Regions from separate parts of the Sus scrofa genome. Here region 1 is linked to region 2. A link is a contact called in public promoter capture Hi-C data. All regions are on one chromosome and are shown on one strand. The core of a region is the stretch at or near the end of the contact, and the rest is flanking DNA. Distances in the headings are between cores, read along the strand shown.

Region 1 (3,396 bases), core at 513-3,012, 370 kb after region 2:
CAGTTGAGAATGGTCCAGAGAAGGAAAGTGGGTCAGTCAAGGTCACACAGCATGAGGGGCTGGAGGAAGGAAAAGTGATGAAACCAGCCCTCACACCCATGACCCATGACCTCCATCTTTTCCTGCTACCTACAAGACTCACTGGGGCCATTTCAAGACCCAGAATCTCAGGAAATCTTCATAGTGAGCTTCAGAATGCCCCTGTTCTGAACTTTTCCATAATAAATAGTAAACCCTCCCCCAAGTTGTTGTTCCCCTCCCAGACAGGAAAGGAAAGCTATGCTCCTCTCTCAGAAGTGCTTGGAGATGGGAGGAGCTGGATACCCATCCCTTTGACCTTGCCTGAGGGAGGTGATGGCAAGTTAATCACGGGTCATGAAATATGTATTTTGCGTGCTTAATGTATGCCAGCCCTGGACTGGGCACTGTACTATCTGCTCCCCAGAATGGGAGAGATGGTTAATAAGCCTCTGGATAATTACTGTTTAATTAATCATGAGCAGGGCCAAGTAAAATGTCAAGCCGGTGGGGGGGGGGTGGGAGGTCTAAGAAGGCTTCTGAAAGGGGAAGTGAGTGGCCAGCTTTATCCAGATTAAGGAATGGGCCCATCGGACATCTTGGGGTGGGGAGGGAGGGGAGTAAGAGAAGAGCAAGAGGTCTCAGGAAGGGAGGAGGTTGGTAGCTGTACCTGTAGACAGGTAGCTAAATCCTGTGGAGAAGCTGTAACACAGAATGAGGTGACACAAGGAAATGGGCATTTTCAGGGCAGATCCTGGACAGCACCCCCATGAGGAGAACTCAAGGCCATCATAGACACCAGGGGACCAAACTCTGTGCAGCCTGGCCTCAGATATGTGCTAATGTGTGGAATAAGCAGGAAATGGACCACAAAGCAGTCTAGGGGTGAAAGGAAAGGATATGAGAAAGGCCTGGGATGGCAGATCAGAGGAATGAATGAGGAAAGAGGAGGCTCCTTGGCCTCCCTCATTCTCTGCTGTTCCAGACTCCAGCCCACCCCCTGAGCTCCACTCCTGAAGTCCAGTCACCCTGATTCCACAGACCCACCTGCTCCCCACACTCACCTGGCCCATGTGACCCAAGAGCCAGTTCGGTTTTGGAGGCTGCGGGAAACCTCGGAGGCGGCGAACATTGTCAAGGGAGGTGCAGGTCCAGACCAGGACTCGGGCCAGGAGCCAGGAAGCCCCAACCAGGAGCAGGAGTAGCCATGGTGAGGCTTCCACTGGCCCCAGTCCCAGCCAGGATAGGCTCAGCTGCAGCATCCTACAGGGCAGACAGGGTGGAAAGTTAGCCCCTGATACTGAGCAAAGGGACAGTGATGGTGAGCTCTGAGGCAGAAATAAGTAGAGGGAGAGGAACAAGAAGAAGAGGGGGAGGGAATGGTGAGTGCTAAGGAAGAAAGGGCTCAGAGATAGGCAGACAGGGGCTCAGAGAGGAGAGAGACCCAAGAATACCCAGAGGTAGAAGAAGAGAGAGAGTTAGGGAGAGGGCAAGAGAGAAGAGAATGAAGAAATGCCAGCACAGAATCAGTGGACATTTGCCGTGGGCCCCTCTCAACCTTGGAGCAGAACCCTCAGCCCTGCCGACACCAGTACTGCACCTTCTGTCTGGAGCACTTAATCCCCCGAAACTTCTGTCCTCTTCCTAGGGAGTCTTCTTTCCTGTCCTTATCTCTGAACTGGCAGAGGTGGGGCTTGAGTGGCTCAGCCAATCCCTGCACACCTAGCTACCTCCTCCCCAACTGGCATCTGCCCAAGACTTAGAAACCGAGGCCCCTAGCTCCAGAGATGAAACAGCTGAGTCACATGGTACAGGTGCTGGCTCCTCAGATTTAGCACCTCCCGTGAGCAGTGAGAAGCTTTTTGGGCTGAAGGCAAAGGTGACTCTGGAACCCAAAGTTTATAGCCACCCCTGCCCTTCCAAGGCCAGGATGCAGCAGGTAAAATATGAATGTTCAGGTGCCAACTGTGTCCCAAAACATCTCCATGCCTCTCTCCATGTGTGGGCCAGAAGGGCAGCATGCACCATTTCTTGGCACAGAATCAGGAAGCCCAGAAGCAAGCAACCTCTGGCCTCCAGGGCACACACCCTGGCAGGAGTTCAAGTCCTGCCTCCAAGCAACCCAGACCTTGGGTTGAGATAAGACTGCTGGGAGCAGGAACAGAGAAACCAGCTTGGCTGGGGATTACCACAGCAGATTCAGGGGTTAAGGGCGCAGTCAGAAGAGGGCACCTGAAGCCATGAGTGGTAAGGTTGGGAGAGGCCAAGAGAGCACAGGCTCCAACAGGGGAGGGCAGAGCTGGGAGATCCTGAGTGGAGTACTGCCCCATCTTCCCTATGACTATGGGCTGTGCTGACCCTCTCTGGGATCAGCCTTCCCATCTGGGAAATGGGATCTTGGATGAGACCCTGACACAGGGACAGAGGAGGATTCCACAGGAAGATGGGGCACATCAAGAGAGTGAAAGAAAGGGGCTGGCAAAAATATGTGTGCTACTGTGTGCCAGTACACTGAACAAAGTAAACCTACGCTGTGCAGAAAACCATGAGTAATTAGTGTCTAGTGTGTGCTGGGTATCTCAAAAGCAACCGTACTATGCTGCTATACAGAAATGTACCTACTATGCTCCAGGTGTGCTACATAAAGTGCATCTAGGAGTTCCTGTTGTGGTGGAATGGGAGGAAGACACTTGCCAAGAGCAGGAACTGAGTGGAACACAAGCTGCACAAAAAGGCAAGTGTGTTTTTTTCTTCAACTCTTCTACTAGCATATGGATTTCCTGAGGTGGTCTCTGTGAGGATGCCAGTTCGATCCCTGGCCTCTCTTAGTGAGTTAAGGATCCAGCATTGCTGTTAGTTGTGCTGTAGTTTGCAGATTCAATTTGGGTCTTATATTGGTGTGGCTGGTATAAGCATGCAGAAGATCTGATTCAAACCCTGACCTGGGAACTTCCATATGCCATAAGCATGGCAGTAAAAAGAAAGGGAAAAAAAAAACCCTTTGGCTAGCATGTGAGATCATGAAACTAATCCTTTGGAAGGCCAGCCAGAGCAGTAAATTCTGGCCCCATATGGAATCTATAAGCAGATGTGGAATTTTCAGTAACCATGACCAATACTCAATTCCCCACAGGTCTCTGCTGCAATCAGAAGGGCAGGATCTGGACCTGCAATTAAAAGGGCCTGGCTCCTCTGATTCCTGGGTCAGGTGGTAGAAAAAGAATGGGAGCCAGCACTGGAGGCAAGAAGCCTCAGGTGGGGACCTTTTGTTCATCTTTGGGGATGTTCAGGAGCATCCCCAATGGTTTTTCAGCAAACAAGGACTATCTCAGCTGCCAAATCACCCAAGCCTGGCTTATGGGAGGTCTCCAGCCAGTG
Region 2 (3,514 bases), core at 226-2,725:
TGGCCCAGGGCCTGTTGACTTTGGGTGGCCTCCAAGGCAGGCAACCCACTCAAGGGGCTCTGGGAAAGTGCTGGGGGTGGGGACTGGGGTGGCAAGGGACAGTCACTTTACCTCTTCACTCCCTACTGCTTCTGCGCTACTCCTGTTCCCTCCGCCTAGGCCTGGCACCCACTAACTCATCCATGAGGGGCCTGTTTTAATGTTGTTAGTCCTGTCTTTTCTTATTATTCCCCAATGAAAGAGGCCAGTTGCCTTCTAGAAGGAATGGACTTGGGGGGAAGACAGTAGGCCTCCTCTGAAAGCTTTGCAATCCCTCCTTTAAGAACTTTTCCCTGAAACCCCTGGGAAAAGCACCGAGGTTCTAGTTATGTCCAATTCCTCCATCATGTCTCAGCTGGGTTTGTCACTCCCCCTGGGAAGCCCTCCCTGACCCCCAGCGGAGGTGGACTTTCCTATTACATCCTCACTGCTCCACAACTTATATTTATTTGTGCTTTTTGAGATCAGTGTCCCTCTCGCCCATCAGATTGTGAGCTCCAGAAGGACAGGGACAGACTCTGATTTTGCTCTCCAAAGGCAACCCAAAGGTTAGCACCCTGCCCAGCACTTCGTAGATATTCCCCAAATACCAGCTGAATGAACAAATGATTCTGGGTTCCACTCCCAGACCTGCCACTTCTCTGTGACTGACCAGTGTGACCTTAGGCAGGTTGCATTTCCTCTCTGTGCCTCAGTTTCTCCCTCTGTAAAACAGCATTCCCACCACCCACCTCACCTAACCCTTATAACTCAATGTTACAATGAATGTTAAGAAACCCCTACAAGGACTGCTACAGAAAAGTCGCTGGATAAACAGAAGCTTCCGAGCTCTCGGAGAGCGGGACTGGCCTGAGGGCACAGTGTCCCCGCCACGCCTCACCACCTCCGGTCAAGGGTCGCCCAGCCCCGCGGCGTCAGGCCTGGCTTACATGCCGGCAGCGGCCCGCGCTCCTAGCGGCCTCGGGTTCCCCGGGACCCCCACGGAGGCCGGAGCTCATTGCCCACAGAGGTGAGGATGGGGGTCGTGCACGCGTTTACCTTGCAACGGCCGCAGCCCACCGCGTTACCTAGCAACAAGGCAGGACTCACAGACAGAAGACACCTTCTCGGTTACCTACCAACAGGGTAGAGCCCTCAGGTGAGGCCAAAGCTTCAAAGACCAGGGAGGCTCCCATTGGCCGGCTACCTAGCAACAGGGTGGGTCCCCAGGGGCGAGGCCCCGGCCAGTTGCCTGGCAACACCGAGGGTGGGGAGCCATCAGTACCTTGCCCTTCAGGTCCAGCACGTAGACGGCACTGGCGGACATGGCGGCTGCAAAAACCCTCGGCACTGGCCGAAGGCGGCGGCGACAGCGGTGACTGCCAGGCGGTGAGCCAGGCCGGGCGCACCCGAGACAGTTCCTCTCCACTTCCGGCCCGGGGAGTAGCGCGCGGACCGTTAGGTCTGGCCGTGGACGCGCTGCCAAAGCGCAGGCGCAAGGCGCCATGTGCGCAGGCGCAATATTCCCGATAAGGCCTTATTTTCCGCTCCTCCCTCAAGTATCCCGGAAGTAAGCTCTTAGGGGAGGGGCGGGGAGGGGCGGGGAGGGGCGGGGCCAAGCCGGGCGGACGGCGGAAGAGCAACTCTCTAGCTGCCTGGTTGGACGGCGAATGGCAGCTGGGAAAACTCATGTCGCTGGAAAATCCCACTTGGTGGGCCAAACTAGGTGAGAGATCCTGGTGGTGGAACCCACCGAGGGCCCAGCCATGTGGAACTCATAGTTTGGTGGGGAAGGCTGGGGAACAAATACATAGACACCAATTGTGATACACTTTATAAGGAGGGATAAGGTGGTGGTTACTTGGAAAGAACTCAAACTCTCTGAATGGCAATCGAGCCTCATCAACAGTAAGTTCCTGTCACCTGTCAGTGCTAACATTTGGTAAACAAGCGTGCAGTTTATTGCCTGAAATGATCTGAAAACCACGCCTCACTGAACCTAGGCAAAAAGGTGATTTATTTCTGTAGGTAGTGGTCACTGTGAGTAATGCAAATTGTGACTCCTGATTCATCTAATTGAATTATACCTTGTTTGCTTTTATGAATACTCGGCCTTTGGAGAAATGCTGCATTCTGTCCCAGTGAACCATCACAATGCCCTGGGCCCCAGGCCCTGCACTATCAGAACCATTTACCCCGGCTGCCTGCCTCTTACTTTTATCTTCCTTACTGCCTCCATTTTGGGTTTTGAGAGTTAGTTTTTGCAACTTTGTGGTTATATACCTTCTACTTAAGGTAGAGATGTAAGTGCAAGAAAATCCAGAGAAGAAAACTAGAACCTTTAAAGATTACCAGTGAATCCTGGGCATAAAGCAGCTGAGAAGCTTTTTGACACCGTCTCTTAAGCAATCTGATTATACCTAGCCTCACTCTGCCCAAATTATGTTTTTAGGAAAAAAGTGTCTTTTTTTTTCTTAAATTACAAAACTGTACATTGCACTGAAGAAATCAGGAAATGCCAAAAAGTATAAAGAAATCCACATGGGAGCGGTAACCCCTCTCATTATGGAGGATTTCCTTTCAGACTTGCTCTGGGCATTTTATTATTTTTTTCTCTCTGTGAGATGTAAATGTTCTACAATGGCTCTCAGGAGCACTTACCTTATCTAGACCATCTTTATTTTAGCTCCTGAGACTGAAGGAAAAAAAAGGAAGAGGGGGGAAGGAGAAGGGCTTTTCCACTCAAGTGGAAACACTGACATCTCTGGTTCTGCTTTATGTAAAAATTAACTTGTAAATGAGTTCTCTTTAACTGACTTAAAAGTAAGCGACGCTGATATTTGGCCTCTGTGCACCAAGGCAGAAGTGAATCTCAGAGACAGAGTTTTGGGTGAAATAGAAAAGAATAGCTTTTGGGAGTTCCCTTGTGGCACAACATGTTAAGGATCTGGCATTGTCACTGCTGTGGCTTGGGTTTGATCCCTGGCCTGGGAACTTCCACATGCCAAGGGCATGGCCAAAAAGTAAATAAAAATTCTTCCCCCCCCCCCCAAAAAAAAAAAGAAAAAAGAAAAAGAATAGCTCTATTGCTTTGCCAGGCAAAGGGGACCACAGTGGACTAATGCCCTCAAAAAACTATGTCCCTGCTCTGGGCATTTTAGATACAGTATAATGCAGTATCAAGGCAAGGATGGAGCTGGGAGGACAAGTCTTTCGAGGAAACAAAAACTCCAACATGCCAATACTGTCACAATAAACACGCAACACAAAAATTACTTGTAACTTCCTTTTCAGTGCATGTGGAGGAATTTGAATCACATCTGAATTTCATCCTTTGTATTTAATGTATAAGCCAGATTTGTCCTGTGCAACATCTCAGAAAAGACCATATTTACTGTGGTAGACAGTGCTTCTCAAACTTTGCTGTGCAGTGGGGTCACTTGGGGAGCTCTGAAAAATCTCCGTGATGGAACCCCAACCCCAGGCAGCCCCAGTA

The links. Promoter capture Hi-C pulls out the DNA fragments that hold promoters and counts their contacts.
Region 1: a promoter capture Hi-C map of liver shows a contact between it and region 2, with 7 times the contacts expected there. The contact joins the promoter of CYP4F2 here to the promoter of AP1M1 in region 2.

What each region holds. Positions count from the first base shown.
Region 1 is chr2:61,758,209-61,761,604 of Sscrofa11.1, forward strand. CYP4F2 (docosahexaenoic acid omega-hydroxylase CYP4F3) reads right to left here and starts at 1,763. Exons shown (of 13, transcript XM_003123434.4): 1 at 1,619-1,763; 2 at 1,083-1,281. The coding sequence starts at 1,280.
Region 2 is chr2:61,384,631-61,388,144 of Sscrofa11.1, forward strand. It overlaps AP1M1 (adaptor related protein complex 1 mu 1 subunit), which reads right to left and starts at 1,476. Exons shown (of 12, transcript NM_001243917.1): 1 at 1,304-1,476. The coding sequence starts at 1,345. CIB3 (calcium and integrin-binding family member 3) reads left to right here and starts at 1,559. Exons shown (of 5, transcript XM_021083597.1): 1 at 1,559-1,744. The coding sequence starts at 1,689.